Regions from separate parts of the Mus musculus genome. Here region 2 is linked to region 1. The links are chromatin contacts, called in public HiChIP or PLAC-seq maps. All regions are on one chromosome and are shown on one strand. The core of a region is the stretch at or near the end of the contact, and the rest is flanking DNA. Distances in the headings are between cores, read along the strand shown. Region 1 overlaps Kif26a (kinesin family member 26A). Region 2 holds the start of Tmem179 (transmembrane protein 179).

The links. HiChIP or PLAC-seq counts read pairs in DNA pulled down with a chosen protein or histone mark.
Region 2: a contact with region 1 is called in an H3K4me3 HiChIP or PLAC-seq map of embryonic forebrain, with 4 times the contacts expected there. The contact joins the promoter of Tmem179 here to the enhancer-like site in region 1. A contact is called at or near these places in 2 of 39 promoter capture datasets (HPC-7-derived erythroid cells and embryonic stem cells), 1 of 484 Hi-C or Micro-C datasets (embryonic fibroblasts), 13 of 115 datasets of contacts at active chromatin or transcription factors (SST interneurons, embryonic basal ganglia, embryonic forebrain and 8 more) and 3 of 9 other capture datasets (adipose tissue, embryonic stem cells and liver).

What each region holds. Positions count from the first base shown.
Region 1 is chr12:112,161,191-112,166,948 of GRCm38.p6, reverse strand. It overlaps Kif26a (kinesin family member 26A), which reads right to left. Exons shown (of 16, transcript NM_001097621.1): 4 at 3,408-3,598. Among named protein-coding and RNA genes, the nearest start is that of Kif26a, 18 kb to the right of the region's middle. Within about 2 kb of position 2,773, at least 45 of the 459 cell types and tissues checked have an H3K27ac peak or open chromatin away from gene starts, as enhancers often do. A contact at or near this core is called in embryonic forebrain, embryonic stem cells and neural stem cells, where this site is marked.
Region 2 is chr12:112,508,694-112,514,451 of GRCm38.p6, reverse strand. Tmem179 (transmembrane protein 179) reads left to right here and starts at 3,292. Exons shown (of 4, transcript NM_178915.3): 1 at 3,292-3,708. The coding sequence starts at 3,404.

The DNA.
Region 1 (5,758 bases), core at 1,524-4,023:
GGTGCAACCTTTAAAGAAGGCTAGGGGGGACACCCATACCTCGAGGTATATAGAGGCCAGCAGAGGCCAGACAGCTGGAACAAGACGGTGGCTAGGAATAAGGCTGGCTTTGCTGGGTAAGCCACTGGGTCTACAGAGAACCCTGCCCTTGGTGGCCTCCTCAGAAGCCAGAGAGGACAGTACAGGCATCAGCTGACCTGGGCACCTCCTGCAGCAGCCAGCTCTTGGGTCTGACCTGACTTGCAGTAGCAGGGGAGTGACAGCCAGCAGCTGCTGGAACAGGCAGGGACTTTAGGAAGTCCCAGAGGTCAGGACCGACCCTGAGGACCCCAGTTTGTTAAAGATACAAACCTGGGTTCTAAGCAGCAAGAACATAAAAAACACTATAGTCTCCCCAAGGCTAGGAAAAAATAGGGTATCACGTGCAGGGCCACTAAGACCACCATGCTGTTAGGAAGTGGCAGCCCTGGGGCCCTGGGGTAGGCAGGGAGGAGTGAGCAGATGTGAGCAGTCTCGAAAAGAAAAAAGGCAAGAGCTTCCAAACAGCTCGCACCCTCAAAGGACACCACCTCCAGGAAGCCTGTCCTGATGCCCCGATGCAGACCCCAGCCCTAAGCTTCCTAGTCTATAGAACCACTCTTGCCAGAGACTTCCTGAGCTCACAGGGAGCCTGGCACACACCTTTGCTGAGGACGTGAGTGGCCCAGTTTGTGAACACCAGCCTGAACAGCAAGCAAATCCAAGATCCATCACTTCTCTGGTCACTGACTCGTGAAAACAGAGAGAAGAAAAACAAAACAACAACAAAAACCAAAACCAAAATCAAAACCAAAACTCGTCTCATAAAAAAAAAAAAAAAAAACTTACCTCTTTCCAAGAGGAAGGTACTTTAGAGGCAACTGGGCTTAGCACTGAGATCTCTAGGTATCTGAAAGGCAGCCTGCTCCCTTGGAGCGACCAGCTGCTGCCAGTCCAAAACTTCCCTAAGCTGAGGGGTTGGGGGACACAACAAGGCCACACACCTAGCCTCCTTCACTACCTCGGACCTGCCATCTGCAGGATCCGCCTCATGAGGGCCTAAAGTGCTTACTGGGAGCTCCTCATGGGTCAAACAGCTAAAGGAACTCAAGACCTGACTAAAGAAAACTGCCACCAAAGCAGCTGTCTCTCCACAACCTACCCCAGCAGATGTTCTCAAGATAGCCAGATTCTGGGTGCCAGAGTATCTCATATTTACCAAGGGCAGTAGGACAGCTAGGCAGGTGGGCTGTGCTAATTAATGGGAGCATCAGAGAGAGGGGAGGCTGCAAGTTGCACAGCAGTTAGAGGGTTTAGGACATGGGTATCAGGGTCACGGTAGTCCCTATGGAGTGTGGCCTCAAATTTCTGACTGGGCAGGTATTGTCTAGTCAGTGCTTAACTGCAGGTCCAGAGGAGCGGATGTTACTCCACCCCTCCCCCAACTCCCAGGCTCCCGGGTACCCTTAGGACTACAGTGTTCTTCATGTGGGCATGGCCCACTGAAGTGGGTGAGGATGGCTTGAGTTGCTTGTTCAGCCTGGAAAGAGCAGTCAGGCCAAGTGCAGAGCCCCCGCTCAGGACTGTAAGATTGGAGAACCTGAACCTCCGAGCTCACCCTGCTTTCTGGGCACAGCATAGATGCCCCTGCCACCTCATCTCCTCAGCCCCTGAAGCCCTCCCGGAGGGCAGGCAACTCTCTGACCTGGCCTTCATCCAAGGGCCACCTTCACAGATTCCAGACACACACACACACCTATACACCATTGTGCAAAACCCCCAAGGGATAGGCGAGGGTCACTCCTACTGTCCAGGATCAGAGCGTGAACACAGCACCTGCTCAGTAGGAGCTGTGGGGTGGGGCGGAGGTCTACTGCCTCCTGGTGCACTCTGGGCAATCCCCTCTCCAACTCTATGCCTCGCCCTTATCCACAAAGCCAGGTAGTGGTTACAAAGTTTCAAAGCTCATTGGGGCGAGCCTCCCAGTAGCAATCTCAGCCCTGCTGGATACCACCTGCAGAAGCACCTACTCTAAACCCGACCCTTGAGAGGCCACACATCACAGGTCAGGAAGCCACTGATAGTCACAGTGACTCCCACCCACCCCCCACCCCTACCCCACACGTGTGCGTGCATGCGTGCCTTGGGAAACCTGCCTCCAGCCCCCACCCAAGTCCACTTGTTTCTTTGTTTCTATGGTAACTTTCCAAGGTCAGGGTGTTGCTCAGGCAGAGGAACCTCCACAGCCTGGGATGAGACAAAAGGCAGTCAGCAGCTGCTGCCTGCAGCCGGGCAGGGTGGCTAATGAGCCAGTGAGAGGGGGCCACACATACCACACACGCTGTGTCAAGACCTTCCTCAGGCACCTCAGAATCAGGGTGCCAGGTGGTACCCAGACTCAGGACCTACAACCATGTAAACACTTTTCAATAGATTTGAGCATTTCAAAACCTCCTACCTAGTACCAAGCCAGGAGTGTAGCTACACACCGGCCACCAAATCCTCAAAGCAAAGGCCCTTGAAATCAGGACTGAGCAGGATAAGGACATGGCCAGATATCAGCCCCTCGTGCCCAGCCCCCTAGACCCTACCCTGACTGCTGCTGGCACAGGGAGGTTCCCAGACAGGCTGTCCCCATCTAGGCAGCTTGTCTGCATCTGGCTGGGTTGGTTGCTGAGGCCACATCAGTCACAGGAGGTCGTGCGCACTGCACTGTAGCATTCATCAGCCAGCCCTGACAATGCCCTAATCACATGCCCCGTCACGCCCCCCATCAGGCCCTCAAGTCCCCCCGGACCAGGGCTGATAAGACAGCCTCTGCACACTGCCCAGCGTGATACAGACAAGCTTATCAGCGCCCATTCGGGCTGCTAATGGGACAGTGACCCCCAGCTGGCTGCCATTACCTCTCATTATGGCGATTACATCCTGTAATCCCTGTTCCCTCAGGCTGTGGATGAGGGTAGGACTCCAGCCTTGGGTCTGCAGAACCAGAGGCTTTGCCTTGGAGCCAGGGAAACTCTCTCCAACCCATGCACTGGCCAGGCTCCCCCACCCACCCGCTGGCCAAACTCAGGAAGAGGGGGTCCTGTTCTCACCCTGAAGTACTTCTTTCCCTCTGGCCAGACGACCACAACCACACCATCTTACAACCTCAAGACAGGCATCCGGGAGGGGAGGAGTCAAACCCCAGCCTCTTCACATCTATGCACCCAAACTGTGGGCCCTAGACAGGTACCCTTGAAAAGTGTCCCAGGAGGCCAGCCGGGATTCTCGAAGCTCCCACTCTTCCATCAACTGAGCCACAGTTCTTTCTCCCAAGAACAGACAGATCAAGGCCTCCATTCTCCAACAACATGCTGCAGCTTGTGTGACCCCAGAGGACCTACCTTATAAAGAAAGAGGCCGCTGCAGACGGGCCTGTGGAACCCCCTGCTGAGGTGCCTGGGGCTGGGGTAACCAGGGCTGTAGTGCATGCTGCCCCTCGGCCCCACGCCTTCGACATACGTTCAGGGCCTGCTGCTGGAGCACAGTCTCGGACAGTGTCGGCCACAGCCACCGCAGCTACAGCTGCCTCAGCCTGGAGGAAGGAGAAATCCGCGTGAGGAACAGGCAGGTGACAGACCCATCACCCCAGGCTGAGTACCCTCACTTGCAAAATCCTGCCTATGTGACTGGAAATCACAGCCTAGAGACCTGGAGCCTGCACTAAAGGCCTAGCCTCCAAGGCAATCTACCAGGACTCCTGTCCCCAGCTCAGGGCATGTGACAGGTCTACCCCAGCCACGGAGGAAAATGCAGACCCCACCTGGGGCTGACTCTACAGCTTTTCTCAAGTCCTGGAGTGACCGCAGAGGTCAGGCAGACAGACCTCTTCTGGCCCTCATCCCTGGGCCATCTGGGAGCACCCAAAGGTACAATTACGCAAGGCACCACAATAAATATTTGGCATGAGAGCTAATTGTCCCCCCATATGATAACGTATGACACTCCACTATCTGAAATACAACTCTGGCATTTCCAACTAATTAGCTAAAATAAATTCTAGAGAGGGAGAGGCCTCAGCACGGTGCACAGATATAATTAAATGTCCCCAGGACAGCTTTCACATGCTGTTTACTAGCCCCTCGGGCTCTGGGAGCAGAGGGGACTCAAGCCCTAGCAGGAAAGGACAGGCAGCTGGTCTCTTCCAGAAAGCCCCAGGCCCCTAGAGCTCCAAAATACCCTCTCCACTTTGACAATATGGCCTGTGTCCCAGATGACAGAAGCCTGGGATCCCCAGGCTGAGAGGGCACAGGTGACCCTGGGATGAGCTCAGATATTACCAGGGTCTCTCAACGGATGCAGCCCTGAGACCAGGTGTGGTACCTCTGTAGAACGAGCCACCATGTACCCAGAGACCTTACCGCAGCAGGGCAGTTACCGTCCTTACAGCAAAAGCCTCACCCTGCTCAGCCCCTGAAGGACCCAGCTTCGAAATCCCAGACAGGGGATGGGACACTCTCTGCCTGTGAAAGCCCCAAGCCCAGCCCATGCTTTGAGCCAGTGCCAGCCCAGCACCTTCCTAGTCCCCAGCAGCACCCAGTACCCCAGGACTTGAAAGATCCATAGCTGAGCTTACCGGACACTGCACCAAACATTAATCAACTGCAAGTATAGGTGTATAGGACAACAGTCCTAAACATGCCTCAGAATCCAGCCTGGCCTGCCCTCTTCTCTGATCCACTCCCTCACCCCCACTGCTTAGTCCGGAAGACTGGCCTAGGAAAGAGTCAGTGTACACGCTGTAAGGCTGATGATCTGTGGTCTGGGTCCTTTGGAGCAGAGCCTGATTTGACTGAGCATCTACTGGACACAGCAGCCAGAGCCCAGGGTTAGAAACTTGGGGAGGAGGAGTGCTCAGCCCACAGTTAACCCAGAGTTAGCTCCTGAGTCTGTGTTGGCTGCCTGGAGATCTGTGCCCAGGGTCCCACAACACTGAGGACAGAAGCAGGAGGCCTTGCGGGGGGCTTGAGCGGCTGTCCCATCCCCTATGTGGCCCTTCTACCCACTCCCACAGGCCCAGCCACCCAGAGGCATCTACAGAGGTACCGGGGCCTTTCGCCAGCCGACCCACCTGCGCCGCTCGTTGGTCCTCCCCACACTGACCTGTCTCAGGAGTCCCGCACGTGACTCGGCTCCACCGTCCCACCAGCTGCCATGACAACACGGCTCCGTCCCTCAGGACGGCCACTGTCAATTCCCGCCAGAAGCAGAGAGCCTGGACATTGCCAAAAGAAGCCGTCCCAAAGCGAGCGCACAGCAGCGGTGGTGTGGGCGAGGGGGAGGGACCACGACATGACACAACACGACATGACACAACACGGGGAGGATGCTGGTGGACAGCCAAACAGAAAGTGTGATGGAGGCACACAGCAGCAACGAAGGAAAAGCATGGAAAAAGGAGAGCGTGAGGCCAGCCCTGGCCAAGGGAAGCTACAGAGAAAGCCCTGACTCCATCACAGCCTGAAGGCGCCCACACGGAGGTGAGACACCGCAGGACCTAAGCGGACTCGCCCAGTGTCGGCTGTGGAACCCAGCTCTGCGTCTATGGGATTCTGGCATGGGAAGCACAGCTCCTTCTAGGACCTAGGATTCCTTCCCCCATCAGGACCCTGTCAGGTGCTCCTGTGAGGGGATGAGACAGAGGCTCAGGGCTATGTGTGAGGCAAGTGTATACCTGAGGGGGTTAGCATCCTAT
Region 2 (5,758 bases), core at 2,043-4,542, 350 kb before region 1:
CAGTGAGCATTCCTATCTTGATTTTTTCTTTATCTGAACAGGTACAAACTTTGTGTCTTAAAGGCAGACTAACATAGTCTGGTAGTTCTCTTCTATTTCTTTCTTTCTTTTTTCTTTTCTTTTCTTTTCTTTTCTTTTTCTTTCCTTTTTTTTTTTTTCCAAGACAGGGTTTCTCTGTATAGCCCTGGCTGTCCTGGAACTCACTTTGTAGACCAGGCTAGCCTCGAACTCAGAAATTTGCCTGCCTTTGCCTCCCAAGAGCTGGGATTAAAGGTGTGAGCCACCACTGCCCGGCTTTCTTCTATTTCTATGCAGAATTGAAGAACCAGAAAGGGATACGTAGTGATATGCAATAGCTTTCAGATATGCCTGCACACAGAACGCAGGCTTTATCCCTTTGCTTGTTGATAAATCTCCTGTAGCTTAGCTCTTCTTGCCTTTGTAGGGTAAATTTTTACTTATCCATATTTTCTTACTAGTTCGCTGATTGTATTCAATTCACTGTTTTTTTTAAACTTGGCATTAATATTTGTAAATGCAATTTTCTATTATTTTATTTCCCACACAGTTCTGATGGGGTTTTTCCATGAATGCAATATTGGCTTTAAAAATGAAACATGAGAGTCAGGCGTCGTGGTGCATGAATTTAATAGCAGCACTCAGGATGCAGAGGCAAGAGAATCTCTACGAGTTCAAGATCAGCCTTGTCTACTTAGTGAATTTCAGGCCGTCCAAGGAAACATAAAGAGACACCCCCCCCCAGACACACAGACACACACACACACACACACACACACACACACACACACAGACACAGACACAGACACAGACACAGACACAGACACACACACACACATACATACACACACACACACACACACACACACAAGAATTGTGACGTTTTCCATAGTTTCTATAGATTGAAATTATTTCAGTAATAAAATGGCTAATTTTATGGGCTAAATTAGTTAGACAAGGTGCCCAGACATGTTGCTGAACATCATTCTGGAAGTTTTCTTGGGAATATATCCTGGATAAAGTTGACATTTGAATCAGTTGAGTAAAGCTGGTTTTCCTCCATGCTGCGAGAGACCCTCATCCCATCTGTTAAAGCTCTGTATAGAACAAACCTCCTCTACTTAGAGCAAGAGGGACTTCCACATCAGAATAACCCTGAGCTTGAACCAAAGCATCAGATCGTATCTCCGGATCCGGTTTCACAGCCAGCCCTGGAATTGTGAGCTTTCCAGTTTCCACAGCATGTGAAATAATCCTGTTGGTTCTGTTTCTCTGAGGAATCTGGACTAATACAAATACCAAGAGAATCTCTGATTTTCGTAATTAAAATTCTATTATTTTATTTTAACTGTATGGGCATTTTGCCTGCACCCATGTGCCACGCTTGCATGCCTGGTGCTGGCAGAAGTCAGAAGATGGCACCTGATCTTCTGGAACTGGAGTGAAAGATGACTGTGCTCCACCATGTGGGTGCTGGGAATTGAACCTTGGTCTTCTAGAAGGGCAGCCAGTGTCTGAACCACTTCTCCAGCCCCTGATTATTTTTTAAGGTTAAGTGGAACTCATAAATTAGGGTACCAGAGTCCCTTTTTAGTCATCCCTCTGATGCAATCTGTTTCCTTCTCAATTGTCAGGGTCAATTTTGTTTGTTTGTTGTTTTTTGGTCAAAATTTTCCAGTGCTGATGAATGGTTAGGATTTGTGTTTGGGATGGGGCAGGCTGAGCTTCCTAAACAATCCCCCCTGGTTTGGGTTGGGGAGTCTTGGCAGTGGAAGAAACCCTGGGTGGATTCTCTGAGAAAAGAGTAGCTGCTGCAGACCTTATCCTGTTCCTTCATATAACGTACTCAAGAGATTGCAAAATGAATGCTCTATGTGCAGAGGCGGATAACAAATGGTAATGACTATGAGCAGATTTTGACCTCCCAGTGATAAGCAGAAGACAAGTCACAAATCAATGAGCTGTCTTTCCGTGTGTAAAAACCAACCAGATTGAAAGCCCTGCTCAGGAGAAGGGTCTGCAGAGTTGATGTGTGGACTATCTTCACGATATTGCCAGAGACCAGTTTGGCGACTCCTGCCAACACCACTTGAAGTGTTCGTACCTCATGACCCAGTCATTCTTCTCCTAAGACTTTCATAGAGACTCATGTGCTGCCTGCACAGCTGGCACAGCCGCAGAAAAAGACACCAGGATGTCACACAGCAGAGCCGGAAACAACAGACACTGGAGACGCTCAATGTCCCCCCAGAGAGGGATAGTCACACACAACAGTCAATGTTACGGAATGTTACACAATAACTAGAAAGAAGACCACGGGCTTGCTTGTGCAGACAGGGAATAATGCATACTGTTGGATGACTGAATTGCCTGTAGACACAGGCATAGTATGAAACATTTTTGAAAATTGTGTGTGCGTGGTGCAAAATGTCTGGATGGGTAGACATCAGGTTGTCACGAGTAGTAACGATGTGCCGGAGTGGAGGGAAGAGGAAGAAACTTGGTGTCTTTGTATCACACATATTCCTCATTGTAATTAAAAAAAAAAACAAGCCCATATTACTTTGGCAATAAAACAAAAGGAATTTTTAGTGCCTGAAGCCAAAAATAATGCTGATGTAATCTATATCCAGAAGGATGTCTCTAGGGCTTACTCATCTGGGAATTGGACTAACGGTTACTTGGTATTAAGGGAAACTAGAAAAGTCATTAATTCTATTAATTAATGCACCACCAGCTCCATCACAGCAAAGAGGTCTTAATGAGGTGCCCAGGGCAACCATTATTTATCTTACAAACGCGGAGTGGAGGGCTCTACTGTGGGGCTGAGGGCATGGTTCTCGGAGCACAAACAGATCACGAGTCTGCTCCCGCCTAGGAATACTTGAACCCTTCCTCTTTTCTATCCTCACACCTACCGACCCGACTCTCTGCCTCCCTCCTCCATTCGCTTTAAAGACAAAGGCCCTGGCAAAGGAGTCTGAACTGCACATAGGACTCCATCCTTCTCCTCCTTAGCCTTTCGCTGCTGGTACCCTTCCTGACAGAGTCGGGTTTCCCCAAGCTGACTTAGTAATGCTCACGACCCCTGCCAGGTTTCCATGGCACGTCTCCACCAATGCAGTCTGTCTAGTGTAGTGCTCTGTCTACCTATCCTGCAGCCGCGGGAACTGTCCGCGGTACTGACCGCAGGCGCGCCCCACGCTCGGCCTGTGCGCACGCGTCTGCGCGCAACGCGAGAGACCCGCGGGCGCCGTCATTGCGCAGCCTCCCACGCGGCTCGGGACCGGCCTGCGCGGCGCCGGAGACTCGCGGCCCGGCTTCTGGAGCGATCGCGTCCCTGTCCGGTGGCCTCGCCAGCGGCTCCTCTCATCCTGGCACCACCATGGCGCTCAACAATTTCCTCTTCGCGCAGTGCGTCTGTTACTTTCTGGCCTTCTTGTTCAGCTTCGTGGTGGTGGTGCCATTGTCCGAGAACGGCCACGACTTTCGTGGCCGCTGCCTACTCTTTACCGAGGGTATGTGGCTGAGTGCCAACCTGACGATGCAGGGGCGGGAGCGCTTCACTGTGCAGGAGTGGGGCCCACCGGCTGCCTGCCGCTTCAGCCTGCTCGCCAGCCTCCTGTCACTGCTGCTGGCTGCTGCGCACGCATGGCGCACGCTCTTCTTCCTCTGCAAGGGACACGAGGGGTAAGTTTAGGCCTTTCAGCAGCCCAGCGCAAACTGATGCAACACTCACACGGTTCCTGGCACCTATCAGGCTCTCCTCTCCGGGGCCATGAGCCCCTCCACCTCTCTTGCTGCAGAGGCCTGCAAGTGTCAACACTTTCAGCCTCATTATTTTAAGCAGACTGCCCTTTGTTTACACACAGGCCCAGCGGCTATGAGGCTGTCTGTCCGACCCACATGATCTCTTTCTATTCCCAAGGGATGCATCACTCCGAATTCTCAGTCCTGACCCCTTGGAGCACAGATGTTGCACTGTCATGGCTGCATGTCTGGGCTCTCTTGTTAAGCTAGGCCACACTCCTCGGGACCTGGGACCATTTGCAGTAGTCTTGGGCCTGCACCCCTTTCCTGTGAGTGGGGGAAGGGACTACACTTTGGAAAGAGCGGGTAGTCTTCTATTTTTGCTACTCCTCTTGGGAAAAGATGGCAGAGGATGTCTGTAGAGCTCCTTAAGCTCCCCTTAAGCTGGAGGCATGTACAGTGTGTGTGTGTGTGTGTGTGTGTGTGTGTGTGTGTGTGTGTGTGTGTGTATGTGTGTCTCTCTGTGTGTACTCTGTGTGTGCCTTTATGTGTGTGTGTACTCTGTGTGTATACTGTGCATGTGTCTATATGTCTGTCTGTGTGTGTGTGTGTGTGTGTGTGTGTGGTGGGTGAGTAGGATCTCCTTTGTGTTCCCTGTACCTCCCGAGTTTCTTCACCCTTTTTTTCTTTGTCACCTGTCTGAAGCCAGTAGAATGTGGTCACTTGGTGTCCTCAGCCAACAACAATCAAGAGCCCACCCTCTCCCTGGCTGAGGCTTCCTGGGTCCTGGAATACCAATGCTCCTGCAATAGAGAGTGAATTCCCACGTCCAGCCCTCCCCATCCATGTTTTTAGTTGCTCCCTTGCAAGGAGGTGGGTGACAAGCACGGGTCTCTGAGAACACAAGGATGTAGGAGGCTGGGTGAAGGGGGTTCTTGCTAGTACCACAGATGAAGAACATGAAACAGTTAACGCTCTCACCACAGTAGAGGCCGAGAGTCCAGAATCGAAGTGTCCTTAGAGTTAGAACTAGAGAAGCTCTTTCCTACGCGTCTATTCCTGCTGGCTCTAGCCTCCTGTGTGTTCCAGCCTCTGCCCCTGTTCTTGAATATCCTCTTGCCAGTCTCTGATACTGCTTTTCCTGAGAGAAGATCAAGCAACCATATCCACAGGTAGCAAGGTTAGGACTTGGAAGAGATGCAGTTCAACTCACTATGGTCAGGTTTTGATGGGAGTCTGTTGGAAGCCAGGAGTGGTCCTAAGAGCCTCCAGGTAATGTGGACCAAACTTGGCTGGGAGGATGAGACTCTTCCGTAGGACAGAGTCTTGTCCCTCCTGAGGAGCATTCCTTGACACCAGTCTTTCATTGTTCATATGAATTTGAGAGCTTTTGTCCACAAACTGGGAGTCACCTCACTGTGTGCAGATTGAGGCAGGAGGGAGCACCCTGAGACAGGTGACATGGCGGTGGTCAGTGGGAAGATAGCCTGATCTGACTCCTCTGGCCTTCGGGGCTTTCCTGTAGGAGAGGCAGCCTCATGGCGGACATGGTCTAGCCAGGTTGACCCAAGGGAAGTTCCCTAGGGAGGACCCATGTGTGTGGTCCGTGTATGGGACCACCAGAGGCTGGGGCACCAGGGGCCATGAAGAGCCCCTGCGCTTGCAGGTGGGGATCTTGTTTACACAGGGATGACTGTTCTGCACGAGTCAGGCTACAGACCCAGGCCGTACCAGCATCACGAGGCCTGCAGTTTCCAGCTACCCAGGGCTCCTTTGGGTGTTTGCCCTCCGGCGGAATGGTCCAGGCTGATTGTCTGCTATGCTAAATGGGCTCTGGCTGCCAAGGCATAGAGGTGCAGAGAGAACGATGCCTTCTATCACATACTCAGCCAAGACCTGTGGCAGGATTTAGGGGACTGTAGGTGACTTGACACATCATAACACTTGGAGGAGATCTAGCATAGTCTTGAGTCCACACTAGAGGCCAGGT